3 separate regions of the Zea mays genome follow, and regions 1 and 2 are each linked to region 3. A link is a contact called in public Hi-C data. All regions are on one chromosome and are shown on one strand. Each heading gives the region's core, a stretch centred on a gene start, on an enhancer-like site or on the middle of the called end of the contact. The rest is flanking DNA. Distances are from core to core; before and after follow the strand shown. Region 1 holds the start of LOC100285426 (PIF-like orf1). Region 2 holds the start of LOC100274268 (DUF1336 domain containing protein expressed). Region 3 holds the start of LOC103625973 (stromal 70 kDa heat shock-related protein, chloroplastic).

Region 1 (4,555 bases), core at 723-3,222, 440 kb before region 3:
GTGAGCTTTGAATTTTCACAGCTACTATACTCGTGTGCAAGGATTTTCTTAAAAATGATTTTCAAATCAAGAAACCAATAGAGACTGCAGGAGCTTGAGCAGAAGGAAAAAACACTTGCGTCCTCAGTCCTCACCTCAACCGGCTACAGATTAGAGGGAGAGAGGAATGCAACTTCACCTTGCACACTAGAAGACGGGAGACGAAGAGATGGCGTAGTAATGGACGGAAGGGGCGGCGGCCTGGATCTCCAGCGTCCTAGGCAGTAGCGGCTGGTAGCTTGGCGCCGCCGCGCCGCCTCCAACGCTAATGGCCACGGCCTGGACAAAAGCCAGGCTGGGCTTGTGGCTGGATGCCCGAGCGGGTGAGGGAGCCGGTAGAGCAGGTTTTTTTCGCTCCCATGTGCCAGTACAATTATTGGACGCGATTCGCTCCGCTCCCTCGGTGAAGCGTCTGGTTTTTTGACTGTTTGGCATATGAGAATTGATTCTGCTTCGGAGCGGAGCTGAAAAAGCGCTACCAAACGCAGCCTTATATTGCTCCTTGTAAAGATTTAAGATGGTTTATATCAAGATATTCCTATCATATTTTATTGGCGCATACTTCTTAAAATATGGAAAATAAATAGTGAGCTAGTGGCTGCCTGTCAGAACTCATATAGTATATGAGCAATGCAATCTGCAAGGTAATATGGGCTATATATGCTGAAAATACATGTCATTAGGAAATGCAATATTTTACATAAATGTATTGATACACCAAGAATGTTCATTAACACATGCATCTACATTCACTGCTCACTAGACAGATTCAGTGAGAAAAAGACAGAGAAGTCTTTAGAAATAATATAACACTTCTCATTGGATAGCTCTAATACTGTCTGAAAAGGGGACAACTCTCTTAATCAATGTGACATGTGTGGAGTTAATTTCGGTTCAAGTAATGTATGACTTATGAATTACTTTTTGATATTCCAGTTACCTTCTTATGTTCAGTAGAGTCAGCAAAATATTAAATTCATTATTGCATCATACACTCAGGGTCGTAGATTACCTATTTATTCACTGCTGATTGTGAACACATAAAATTTGTAAACCCCTGCTCTGAGGGCAGCATGTGTGCAGTCACTCTACTATTTCTAAAAAATTCACATCATTAAGGCGTTTTTTGACAGACAAAAAAGAGATTACCTAGTAAAAAGGGATTAAAAAATAAAACCTACATCAGCTAGATATAATAACAAAGGTTAATAAAAAAGATGGAGTGCCAAACTTTGCAACAAATATGATAGAGGCAATATCAAATTAGTGACACAAACTCCGCTTATGTTGTCTCAACATAGCAGTCACAAGCCCTGTTAAAGGGAGAGTGTTGTGATATGCTTGGCGAGCCAACATTAAACCTAGTCATTCTAGGGCGTAACCCAATCCGCAAGTCCACTCAATTCCACTAAGCGTGGCAAATAAGACTCGACCAGACATTTTTTCGAGCACTTGGCGATCACATTAGAACACATTCCAATTCGTCACCGCAATCCACTAAATATCTTATTAACAAATCAGCCAGCAAGAGATGGCAAGCACAAGCGGTGCGTTAACAGGTACAGTAGTGGTGATGGGAGGGTGGCCCTGACCTGATCTGCTTGATGACGATCTTGCGGAGCATGAGCTCCTGGGAACGGACACGCTGCATAAGCTCCTTAAGCGCGAGCAAGCGGTTCTCCGAGTCCTTGATGTCGAGAAGGGTGTGCGCCCGGATGAGGCGCTCCGTGCCGCTGGACCGCATCTTGCGCTCCATGATCGACAGCGCCGGCTCCAGATTCCCGTCCCTCACCTGCACCACGATGCCCCGAGCTTGCTGCACCTGCCCGCTGTGCCCTGCCTCCATCACCGACGGCCGCGCAGCCGCAGCCGCAGCCGCGAGCCCACGCGCCGCCCGTGCCACCGCCGCAGCCGCGAGCCCACGCGCCGCCCGTGCCACCGCCTGCATATTTCTCTTTCGTCTCCTCCCGCCGCCACCGCACACACTCGATGGAGCGTCGGATTCGGTATGTTGGGTCCAGCCGTCCAGGTACTATCGTGACCATTCGTTTTTATTTCTGTAGTTTTATAGGGCTACATAAGAACCAATTTGCTATATAATCCGTGAGTCCCAAATATAACTTATTTTAGACTAATCATACATTTATTAAGTAATATATGAAAACAGTTTGCATGTATATCTATATTGATCTATATTGATAACACTTGAACGAATGTGGATGAAAAAAGTGAGTTAGAAAAGAACAATATTTTAATACGAAAGGAATAGTTTGTAGGGCAAAATGGCAAACCAAAGCCGAACAAATTTTGTTTAACCTCGATTTTTGTGATTGTTGCCGTGTCGCTGTTTCAGAAACCTCAATTAGTAATTTACGTGTTTTGCGTGTCCGACCAAATAGCGTGCAAGGGAAACAAAGATTTTATATTAGTTCAGGCAAAAGGTTTCCCTACGTTCAGTTAGACACCTTGCGTACTCTGCACTAATGTCTGTAACAGGGGGTACAAACTTGATTGAGGGAGCTCGATATTCTAGACTCCGGTGTAGTGAGTGCAGTGTTCTATGAGATTACAAGTGTATACTACTCGTGATGGCTTGTTTGCCTCCGCCCTCGTTGTAAACTCCAACTTGTCTCCAGTGCTAGAATTTGCATGCCCGATTTCCATATGTCATGTGCTGCCATTTGGTCTACTTTTATGTTAGGGCATGTTCTAGGGAGTGACTACCGATACTCCCCTATTTAATCCAGGGAGTTGGCGCACTCCCAACCCCTAGCCCCTAGGTCGAGCGAGGCGATCGCTTCAGGACTTCTTACTGTATCCCAACCCTAAGAGGTCGAGATTGGGCGAGACAGAGCTACGTGATCAGTTTCAACCTTCGCGAATTTGTTTAATCGTGTAACTTTAGGGCTCATATGTAACCCATATTACTCATTCTCAGGGCTCTTTTGTATTGCATGATTTTTTTTGCGTTTTTCTTATGAAAATGAACCGATTCCTATGAAATTCCTAGATGATTCCTCTGTGATTCCTGCATTCCAAAGGAGCCCTCAACGGTGCTAAACTCGCGAAACCGTTGCTATAGGTTTTTGAGGCTCAACCACCAAAGCATCACAAATGGCATAATCAAAACACATCTCCCACACGTCTTGGACATGTGTCTTGCTAGTACTCGACCATGTCGGCGACACGATGTGCTCCACCATATCCTCATGCTTGATAGTATCCCTAGGTTTTAGCAACCACAACTAGTCACTAGAATTCTCTAGTCCCTTAATTAAGTCTTAATGTTCATCGTTAATGGCTCCTGGTCCATGGTACTAACATGCATGGCAGTCATCTTCACCGTCGACCGCCACATTCACAAACCAAGAGACATGTTACATACACTCACACCCTAGTTAATCCACCTGACTCAACCTAAAACATTACTCGTTTATTAATCACCCATCATAAGCTCAGATCATAAGAACACATATCAAATTTGTGTTCGTAGAACCAGTGTCTAGATGAAATGCACGGATCCATGCCATTTAAATTTACCCTTGAGGGCACAGTACCGGATCAATGAATTCCTATTCGACCATCACTAACTTACAAACAAGGCTTAACTAGCAAAGTGTTCGTACGTTGCTACAATTTTTATCTATGCACATGGTTCAAATTTCAATTTATACAAATTTTTAACTTATTCATCATTTAAATGTGAGAGACACGACGACGGTGGGAACTGTAGAATCGTGAAAATTAGTGCACATATGTTGCGATGGTACACAATCATATTTGACACCGAGCAGCAGTGCAATAGGTGAGAGCATAATAAGTCAGTATGATGGACCATCTCTAAAAAACTATACAAATAAATTTAATACCATAGTGAACATATAGTCTAAAACTAGATATTAAACTGATGAAAACAAACATTACACTTTATTTTAGCCAAAAGACAGAGAAAGGTATGATTTAAAAAGGAGCCAGACCCCTTTTTATAGCTCGCTCTCTTCTTCAGTTAGTGGGATTATACTATGTAGGAGCGCTATGTTGAGTGCGGTCTCCTGTCGTGTTGGATTTGGATGGTTTCTCACGACTCATATATGGGATAACGATCCACGGTTAGTCAAGAGGGGGAGGGTGAACCGCTCTGTCGTGTTGGGTTTTAGTTGGTTTCTCACGATCTATCTATGAGTTGGCTCACTGGTAAGCGGGAAGTGAGGAGAAAGAACCAGATATGTGTTTCACGCGTGACGTAGGACGACAACTGGTGTTTTATATAGTAGACTAGGTCCGTGCCCGTGCGTTGCTACGTGAGTAAAAAAATTGTGTGAAACATAGATACGGAACGACAAACTTTTCTATGACATACAAAATCCGTGTAGCAAACATTATCAATATCACTTGAAATTATTTCTAAAGAGTTATGTTGGCCTAAAACACAAGCAACACAAATTGTCTCAAACAACATAGAGCACCAACTTGTGCTGCCTTTAGTTTTGTGTCTATGACCACACAACAACACAAT
Region 2 (5,116 bases), core at 460-2,959, 340 kb before region 3:
ATAGCATGGTGTATTTCAAGTCTAGGATGAAGTTTAATGGCAAGGTTACAAGTCTAAATAGTTCGATAGCATGTATCAAAACCAGAAAATTTGTAATGGCACACATCTAATTAACCCTTCGTTTTAGTACGATTTTAAGGCATCTCCCTCTCCCATTCATTTGTGATATGTTTCTGCAAACCGCCAATGAGTACAACTATGGAATCTTCACTTTCCATTTCCAGATGAAAGTCTTATCAATACAGTGCTGCTAAATGAAAGATGATTGGTATGACTGGTGAACCATGCAGGCAGAGAAGAAATTGTCACTACCAGAAAGCATCGGTTCTCTGTGCCACCTTTTGCCTCTATGGACACAATAGTCCTAGGAGTATGTCATAAAAGAGAACAAGCAAGTTGCAGGCACAGTTTTAACTCATCAAACACAGAATTATGGAAAAGTATACATATCAGGGAAAATTTGCACAAACTTCAGTTCAGCTTTTGAGAAGGGTGTCTTATCTCTTAGCAACTCTTAACCAAATGACTTAAGAAATGCTTACGTAGTGTGGAAGATGGATGAGCTTCCCCTGACTTCTTCTTGAAGGAAAGCTTCAAAGAAGGCATCCTCATTGAATGAGTAGGGCTCGAGGAAAGAGTTCTCTTCTTCTCGCTTACCCCAACAGCAGAGGCAATGCAGGGTAGACAATTATTTGGCAGAAGCCCGCAAACTTCCAGTATCCTCTCTCCACCGTGAGTGTTGTCCGCACCAGAAAAACTCACCGCATCCTCGTTGCTCATGGACGACCTCACACCATTCTCCAAGCTCCCCTTTGACAGTTCGCTGGACTTTGGCTTTTTATGTTGCTGCTCGCCTGATTGCGCAGCTCCATTGAAGCTCCCACCGTTGCCATCTCTCATGCTCAATGCAGCTTCGTTCTCGAAGCCATTCAATGAAAAAGAATCTGAACGATCACGGAGAAGCACATCCAGTTAAATAGAAAGGCATGTCAAAATAGGGACGAAAAATCAGCAGGTTCAACTAATCATTGAAATTATGCTGTGCTGGGGACCTAGCTACATGGCTGCTACGACATCACTCTTACCATCTTGCACGCTGTGGAAATCGTCTTCGGCATCCGACTCGCTCATCGCCAAGGAATCGTACCAAGCCTCCTCAATGTTCCCGGACACTGCAGCACGAGATACCCCCGAAATCACGTCAGGTCATATTGGAGTATCGAGTACGAATTGACGCAACGAACTGCGACGCGTACTGCCCCAGACACTACCACAACCCCACTCTACAGAATAGGGTCGCAAAGCCTCCGGAGCTACGAATTAAAAAAGATGAGCAGCTATTGCTGGACGCACACGATCCCCAGATGCAGTAATTTAATTTAACCCCGAAGTCTGAGGAGCGCGCAATCACGCGCCCATGGTCCCTCGGACCCGGAGATCAGAATCCAGACCCCCGAAACAAGCAGCGTGCAGAAGGTGCACGGTCACGGGGGAAAGAGGAGAAAGCAGCCTGTCCGTTCACCCACCGACCCACCTTGGAACGCGGGGTTGCTGTACGTCCGGTGATCGGCCGCGGCGGCGGACGTCGAACCGGGCACCTCGGCCTCCTGGATGGTCTCCATCGACGCGGCGCGCGATGGCGCCGTCCTCCGCCCCTTCCCGACACGGCGGCTGCGCCTCCGCCGCGCCCCACCCCCGCCGCCCGAGCGGCCGCTGGCGTCGCCGGACCGCGGCGTGTGGGGCTTGCCCACGCACGCGCTGGGCCGCGACACGCACGCCCCCATCCTCCCGCCACCACCTCGCCAGGGCGACGCGACGCGAGATCGGCGCCCCGGGGTGGGGGGCGGCGGTGGCACTGTGGCAGTGCGAGGCGGCGTCTCACGCACGCGGGTGCGGGGCGGGGAGGCGATTGCGTGGGAGGATTTCCAAGAAGGACGAGCCGCCCGGCGCAACGCGAACTTTGTGCTGAGCTTCCCACACGAGTGGGGAGGAGGGAACGCGGCGGTGGGGCTGCGGCCTGCGCGGGGGTAGGCGTCGTCGCCACACGCATGGACGCGGTCCTTGGTAGGCGACTGATCGTTTCATTCGTGGTAGGGAAGGCGATGGGTACCCGAAACCCGAATACGCGATCGGTTTTATCCGATATGAAGACGAGTATGGGATGATTTCTCTATCCGTGGGTATGTTCATCGGTAAAAACCTCTACCCGTTGGGTAGATGGGTATGGATACGTGTCGGCGTTTCGAGACCGGGGGTCCCTCAGGCCGACGAGTGAGTGCCGCGTGCCCAGCCCAGATGGGTCGAGCGCGTGGGCGAGCATAAAGGGGGGAGAGGAGCGAGGCGGCCGGAGTCCGGCGTGAGAGTGGTGGGAATCCCGCGGCCTTCGTGTTCGTCCCGCGTCCAGGTCGGGTGCGCTTGCAGTAGAGGGTTACAAGCGTCCACGCGGGTGAGGGAAGCGAGCGGCCCCAAGGGAGCGCCTGTCTCGTCCTCGTCCTCGCGCGGCCAACCTTCTCTAAGAGGGCCCTGGTCCTTCCTTTTATAGGCGTAAGGAGAGGATCCAGGTGTACAATGAGGGTGTAGCGTGGTGCTACGTGTCTAGTGGGGGAGAGCTGACGCCCTAAGTACATGCCAATGTGGCAGCCGGAGAGATCTTGGCACCCTGTTGGTGTGATGTCGTGGCCGTCGGAGGAGCGACGGTGCTTGGCGGAGGGACAGCTGTTGGAGCGATCGAGTCCTTGCTGACGTCCGCCTGCTTCCGTAAGAGAGCTGGGAGCCGCCGTCGTCACAGAGCGTGCGGGGGCGCCATCATTGCCTATCTGGCGGAGCTAGCCAGATGGGACACCGGTCTTGTTCCCTACGGGCCGAGGCGGCTCGGGGTAGGGTGATGATGGTGCTTCCTGTTGACGTGGCTGGCCTGCGCCCTAGGTTGGGCGACGTGGAGGCTCCTCCGAAGCCGAGGTCGAGTCTGTCTTCCGTGGCCGAGGCCGAGCCCCTGGGTCGGGCGAGGCGGAGGTCGTTCGGCGGAGGCCAGGGCGGAGTCTGAGCCCTGGGGTCGGGCGAAGCGGAGTTCGTCGTCTTCTGGGGCCGAGCCCGAGTCCGAGCCCTGGGCCGGGCGGAGCGGAGTTCGCCGTCTTCCGGGACTTAGCCCGAGTCCGAGCCCTGGGTCGGGCGGAGCGGAGTTCGCCGTCTTCTGGGGCCGAGCCCGAGTCCGAGCCCTGGGTCGGGCGGAGCGGAGTTCGCCGTCTTCCGGGACTTAGCCCGAGTCCGAGCCCTGGGTCGGGCGGAGCTTCCTATGGCACCTTTGGCAGGACCTGACTGCCTGTCAGTCTCACTCTGTCAAGTGGCGCTGTAGTCGGAGTGGCGCAGGCGGCGCTGTCCTTCTGTCAGACCGGTCAGTGGAGCGGCGAAGTGACGGCGGTCACTTCGGCTCTGCCGGAGGGCGCGCGTCAGGATAAGGTGTCAGGTCACCTTTGCATTAAATGCTCCTGCGATTTGGTCGGTCGGTGCGGCGATTTAGTCAGGGTTGCTTCTTAGCGAAGGCAAGGCCTCAGGCGAGCCGGAGATGTGTCTGCCGTTGGAGGGGGGCCTCGGGCGAGACGGAAACCATCCGGGGCGGCTGCCCTTGTCCGAGGCTAGGCTCGGGCGAGGTGTGATCGAGTCGCTCGAATGGACCGATTCCTGACTTAATCGCACCCATCAGGCCTTAGCAGCTTAATGCTGATGGGGGTTACTAGCTGAGAATTAGGAGTCTTGAGGGTACCCCTAATTATGGTCCCCGACAGTAGCCCCCGAGCCTCGAAGGGAGTGTTAGCACTCGCTTGGAGGCTTTCGTCGCACTTTTTTGCAAGGGGACCAGCCTTTCTCGGTTGCATTTTGTTCCGGTGGGTGCGCGCGAGCGCACCCGCCGGGTGTAGCCCCCGAGGCCTCGGAGGAGTGTTTTCACTCATTCGAGGTCTTAATGCCTTGCGTAACGCTTCGGCTGGTCTGGTCGTTCCCTCATGCGAACCGGCCGTAGCCCGGGTGTACGGTCGGGGCCCAAGCTCTCGGGCTGGTATGTTGACGCTGTCAACGATTTGGGCGGAGCCGGGTTTGCGAGAGCAGCCCCCGAGCCTCTGCACAGGGCGAGAGGACGATCAGGGACAGACTCGGCTTTTTTACATACGCCCCTACGTCGCCTTTCCGCAAGGAGGAGGGGGGGAAAGCGCCATGTTACCCTTGATGGGCACCGAACATGGTGTCTCCGGTGAGCTGCAAGCGGGTAATCCGAGTGGACGTCCGTGCCCCGTTCGTTAGGGGTCGGCTAGGGGCCCAGAGGCACGCCCAAAAGTACCTGCGGGTGATCTGCCAGACCCGGTCCCCTAGCGACAGGGTCCGAGGGCTCGATGCCTCCCTCCGATGGGATTCTGTTATAAGATCGCTCCCGCTGGTCTCGGAAATGTCCTAGGGTACCTCGGGAGCGCAGCCCGAGCCTCGGTTATGTATCGAACGTACCCCTGGTCATCCCTCGCTCGGTGTCTGAGGCGACTGTGAACCCTTCGGGGGCCAGCCTTCGAACCCCTGATCAGTAATGGGCGCGGAGCCCGAGTAGCCTGAGGCGGCCGTGGAACCCTTCGGGGGGCCGGCCTTCGAACCTCTGACCAGTAGTGGGTGTAGGGCCCACGCGATCTGAGGCGGCTGTTGAACCCTTCGGGGGGCCAGCCTTCGAACCTCTGATCAGTAAGGAGGCTCGGAGCCTGGTTCCTTCACGGGGAAGGATCCTTTTTGGGGTATCCCCTTTCTCGGTCCCTGTTGCAAGAGAGAGAAAGAGGAAAAAACGAAAAGGATACGAAATCGAACGACACGTCGTACCTCTTTTGGTGCGGTTGTTTCGGCGAAGGCGAAACGTCGCCCGCCTTTCCTGCCGGGAGCGCCGCCTGTCCTGCCGCGGAGTTGATGCGACGGGGCGAGTGGTTGGCGGGGCGGCCGTTGCGCGTGCGCGAGTCGTTCGAGGGACGGATCACGGGCGCGTCGTCTTCACGCCGTGAGAGGGGGTTCTCTTGCTGCTCCCGGATGGGACGTGAGCTTGACTGACGATGTGACCGCTGCTCCCGCCCGCCTGCCACCGCTATTACTGCCG
Region 3 (5,071 bases), core at 514-3,013:
CCTACCGGTCTGAACAAGACAAGCCCAATTAGACTGCTTTGGTTTCTTCTCAACACGTTTAATGTTGTAGAAACATATTTAATTTTGTATTTATTAATATACTAGCTGAATGTCCGTGCGTTGCAACGAGAATATATAATACGAGTATACTACGATAACTTATATACAAAATGTGTGTTATACCGTTATGAGAAAATGTTTCATAATCAATTTGTGATTCTGACCATACATAAATTTTGTTATTTATAATCTATCTGTTTCACCACTACATTGCAACCATCAGTATCATGCAGACTTCGATATATGTCACGATTTACATGGTCTCATCATTATAGAGCACGTTCCACACATACCGGAAGAAATTACATCGTACATCGTTAGTCATCAGACACATACCACCATACGCTTTTGCTTAAACAAAAAGGCAAGTGTGTGTTTGCGAAGAGAATTAAAGGCAAGCCGGCACAAAAGCTACCCAACGGTGGCGAGGATGACAAACTGGTCATTGTTGTCGGTCCTCCTCTGCGTCACCTCTGGCGCCAAGATGACGCCACAGTCCTGGATATAGTAGTCATCGAACGCGCGCGACATACCGAGTACTAATGACTCTTGGCTGGGCTGTAAAACGAAGTGCACCCCGGGCTCATCAGCAAGGTAGTACCCCTGACCGTTGCACCACCGGATGCATACTCCTCTACATACATCGTGTTCAAGGACACTCATACAACATCAACAACGACCATCGTCTCAGCGCACAAGAATTCATGGCGAGTCAGTAGCGACTTACGTGGCAGGTTGGGCTTCAGGTGGACGATGAGCTGGACGACGTGATGGCGTCGTCGTTAAATGCAGTGCCCAGAACAAACCGAGAGTCACCGATGTTGGCGACGACCATGAGGTCCCCTGCTTGACGATGGACAGCGCGAAGCAGCCGCTCTGCACCGCGTCCAAGCGGTGGCGGCGCCAGAGCTTGTCGTACATAGCGGCACATGCAGCCACGTAGGGCTGTTTCTAGAGGTCGAACTGGCAGTCGCCAAGTTCTTGTCGTCGATGAGCAACCCCAACGCGAGTGCCTCCTGCTAATGATGTTTGTTTGGGGTTTTTAAGTAAGAAACATGGATTCATGTTTGACGTTGGTTTATAAAAATGACTCACAAGTCAGATCCATGGAAAAAATATTACAAAGAATAAATGTCACGCATGCAAAAAAAAAGAATTTAAGTTGAAAATATTATTCAAACAAAATAAATTGCATGTAAGGCTCTTCTTTAAATACTACTCACTCTATCCAAAAGTATAGTTCAAGAATCTCGGTGATACTTATCTAATACTACGCATTGTGCAATGATAGCAGGTGGGCTTCGGGAGAGATGTAGTAGATATGTTTTCTGTTATAGATGTAGACATAAACACATATGTGGTGTAGTGGTAGCTGATGCTAGCATTTGCTTGAGAAGAGGTTGTGGGTTCAAATCCCCTTGGGGCCATGTGTATTTTTTTAATTTTAGCTAGGCGCGGCTGTACGGGGGAATGAGAATGGGCGGGGAGGAGGGAATCGGAATGGCAGAACACGGAATATGCAGAACGCAGAATGGCCGACTACTATTGCAGTCTTAATAAGTAATAGAGACTATTTATAAACACTTTGGTGATAAAGAATTACTGTGGGGAAAATAAACTAATTTTCTCCTTCAATCTCCCGTAATCTCTGGTCAACAAATCAGTCCGTGTATAATAAAGTTTTTTAGTTGTCTTTTGTTTAGAAAATCGTCCCTACTGTACTTTTACACTTGGTGCGACGTGCGAGCGCCCCCGTCCCGCCGCTTACAGAAGCTTATACAACCTTCGAGAATCGAGATGCGATGCTCCAGCCACAGCTTTCACGCGGCATCCCGCCAGTGAGCAGTGAGCTCTATAAAATCCACCTCCTTTCCCTTATCTTCCTCAACCTCTAGCCATTTCCCAGGGTTAACCGCAGAAGCCAAAATCCGGCCGCCCGCTCACTCCAATCCACGTTCTTCATTCCTCTCCCTCCATAGGGTTTTGTGAACTCTCCTGTTTGGGCACCACCGTCGGCCCATGGCGACCACGACCTTCCCCACCTCGACCCCATTCTTTGCGGCCCATCACGGCCCCCGCCGGAGCCGACCCTCCATCTCCGCCGCGGTCTACAGCCGCAGTCGCCGGTGGCGCCCGCTGCGGGTGGCGTGCGAGAAGGTGGTAGGCATCGACCTGGGGACCACAAATTCCGCGGTGGCAGCTATGGAGGGCGGCAAGCCCACGATCGTTACCAACGCCGAGGGGGCGCGGACCACGCCCTCGGTGGTGGCGTACACCAAGTCCGGCGACCGCCTCGTTGGCCAGATCGCCAAGCGCCAGGCCGTCGTCAACCCGGAGAACACCTTCTTCTCCGTGAAGCGCTTCATCGGCCGCAAGATGAACGAGGTAGACGAGGAGTCCAAGCAGGTCTCGTATCGCGTCATCAGGGACGACAACGGCAACGTCAAGCTCGATTGCCCGGCGATTGGCAAGCAGTTCGCAGCTGAGGAGATTTCCGCACAGGTTTAACACTAACTTCGAATGTATCTCCACTTCTCCAGTACCACTGTTACTCTGTTTTTTTTTATTCCGACAGTATACAGCTAATCAGCTATCTCAACACATTTGGTACAGTTACCAGTGGACAATTTGCCTTATAATTTAGCGAACCTGTGTGGTGCTAGAATTAGTTTGCAGCATTTACTTTTAAAAGATCGATGCTCCTAGATCAATGACCATCTGTTAGTCGTAATTATCATAAAATTTAAATTATTGTTATGTTAACTAGTTTTCTTTCTGTTGGTTGCTCGATGGGAGCCCAATATTTTGCCTTAGCTTTTCTGTATGTCTTAAATTCAAAACATGTTTGATGCCTTGATGGTTGTTTTATCAATTAAGTGGTTGAATCTCACAAGTTCTGTCACACAGTTCTGTGCATTTCTGTTTCTATGACCTAATATTTATATGCTTTGCGCTGCATGTCATCCATATTTGTTATATTAATTTTGTTGATGATAGGAATTGAAACAGATATGAGTATCCTTTGGAACTAATTGCATGGATGTAATTTTGTTTGTATATACTGTTTCTGATCCAGGTTGCTGTACATTTTATATCTTGTAGGTGCTGAGAAAGCTGGTGGATGATGCATCAAAGTTTTTGAATGACAAAGTCACAAAGGCAGTGATCACAGTCCCTGCTTACTTCAACGATTCACAAAGGACAGCAACCAAAGATGCTGGCCGCATTGCTGGGCTGGAGGTTCTGCGTATTATAAATGAGCCCACCGCAGCATCACTAGCATATGGTTTTGAGAAAAAGAACAATGAAACAATTCTGGTTTTTGACCTCGGAGGTGGCACATTTGACGTTTCAGGTATCTGTCCTGTTTGGTGTTTCTGTGAATACCTACTTCTCAGAGTTTTTTAGACTTAAGTTATTCCTGCATGATTAGCTCTCCACAGCCACCTACCTGTATGTTCACAATTATCACACAATTTATAACCTATATTTTAGGTAGCTTTATAGAATGTTGCAGTACATACCCCTATAGGAGGTTTAACTTTAACTGATACTGAACCTTTTATCTGGAAAGATTTGGGCTACAATCTTTTTGAGTACCTATAGGCCGTGTTTGGTTGCAAGCAGATATTGAAAATCTAGTTTTAAAAATACATTATGGATCCAAACACTTCTCATTCTATACCTTGGATTCTGTGTCCACAGAAACAAAAATCTGAAAATCAAGTGACGGATGCATTTTCTCGGGTAACGTGCTCGCTGTAGATTCTATTATCCGAAGGAAACCAAACGCAGCCATAGTTGTGATGTGTCTAAATCATGGTTCTGAAAAATCTTAACTGGAAGTTAAGGCAGGATATACTGCTTTTAGCTAGTGAATGATTTATGCATGACTTGCTTAACATAGATCTAATAGGCCCATAGCAAATTGAAATATTTAAATGCAACGGCAAGAGATTTGGCATTGAAGGTGCCATTAAAAGCAACAGAAAATGAAGGGAAATAGTGAATTGTTATGCAAACACAGCAAGATGGGGGTCATGTTATAGTACTATGTTATGCTCATATATAGCCGTGTAATCCCATTTGGAACATGGAAGTCTAAAGGGAAGACTGGGCTTCATGAAAAATGGTGGTGGTGGAATTCATAAGGATGAAGAACAGTAATATGAGAGAGGTATGATCGGGTGGTTCATACAGAATTACATGAGAATCTTGGTGGACAAAAGAATCTCGAATAAGATCCTAATCCTACACAAATCCCTAATGAACCCTAAAATTGAAAGGTTTCAAGTACCATGAAAGTTTGAACCATATTATCATGGTCCGCATTTTTTTTTCTAATTCCCCTGACTTGTTGAGAGGTTTTAAATGAAATTGTTGGTTCCTCTTGGGTCATATATTTCCCTTGATATTTTCAGTTCTTGAAGTCGGTGATGGTGTTTTTGAGGTGCTGTCTACATCAGGTGACACTCACCTTGGTGGTGATGACTTTGACAAGGTTAGTCATGGGTTATGTTTTTTCAACAGCAAATGCATTTTCATTTCTTTTTACTGCAATTCTGAAGGTTTGTTTATTTTTCTCTCTCTCCACGTATCTTGTGGGACACAAAAAATCTTACTTCCTTCACTGTTGTAATCTATTGTCAATCCATCAATAGGGCATTGGCAACTGCATGTTCTACTTTTTCTTATAAAAACCTGCATATGTATGGCATGAACCTTAGAGAACTGTGATAGCTAATTATGTCTGCACAAGTATCCATTTTTTATATGCTATATTCAACCATACACACAAAAAGTTGAGACTCCGACAATGTGTGGATCAAGACATCAAATGTAGTTTCTGGATTGAGTAATTTAGTTAAGCTCCAGGGTGTTTATTGATGTTGACACAGTGTGTTCTTGATTTTTTGGTACTGTACATGTTAATATGTTATTTATGTTAGTTCTTCTGGGAGATCATCAGCACTTAACAATGCAGTGTGCCAAGGTGTAAGTTATGCACCAA

What was found. A called contact is a pair of places that touch in the nucleus more often than the background predicts.
Region 1: a Hi-C map of ear shows a contact between it and region 3, with 2.0 times the contacts expected there. The contact joins the promoter of LOC100285426 here to the promoter of LOC103625973 in region 3. A contact is called at or near these places in 2 of 25 Hi-C or Micro-C datasets (ear and leaf).
Region 2: a contact with region 3 is called in a Hi-C map of tassel, with 5 times the contacts expected there. The contact joins the promoter of LOC100274268 here to the promoter of LOC103625973 in region 3. A contact is called at or near these places in 2 of 25 Hi-C or Micro-C datasets (leaf and tassel).

What each region holds. Positions count from the first base shown.
Region 1 is chr5:13,567,426-13,571,980 of Zm-B73-REFERENCE-NAM-5.0, reverse strand. LOC100285426 (PIF-like orf1) reads right to left here and starts at 1,972. Exons shown (of 3, transcript NM_001158319.2): 1 at 1,632-1,972. The coding sequence starts at 1,885. It overlaps LOC111589513 (U2 spliceosomal RNA), which reads right to left and starts at 3,996; the gene lies at 3,808-3,996.
Region 2 is chr5:13,461,769-13,466,884 of Zm-B73-REFERENCE-NAM-5.0, reverse strand. LOC100274268 (DUF1336 domain containing protein expressed) reads right to left here and starts at 1,709. Exons shown (of 9, transcript NM_001365844.1): 1 at 1,535-1,709; 2 at 1,086-1,172; 3 at 543-944. The coding sequence starts at 1,622.
Region 3 is chr5:13,125,867-13,130,937 of Zm-B73-REFERENCE-NAM-5.0, reverse strand. It overlaps LOC103625973 (stromal 70 kDa heat shock-related protein, chloroplastic), which reads left to right and starts at 1,763. Exons shown (of 8, transcript XM_008646372.3): 1 at 1,763-2,562; 2 at 3,163-3,415; 3 at 4,482-4,561. The coding sequence starts at 2,080.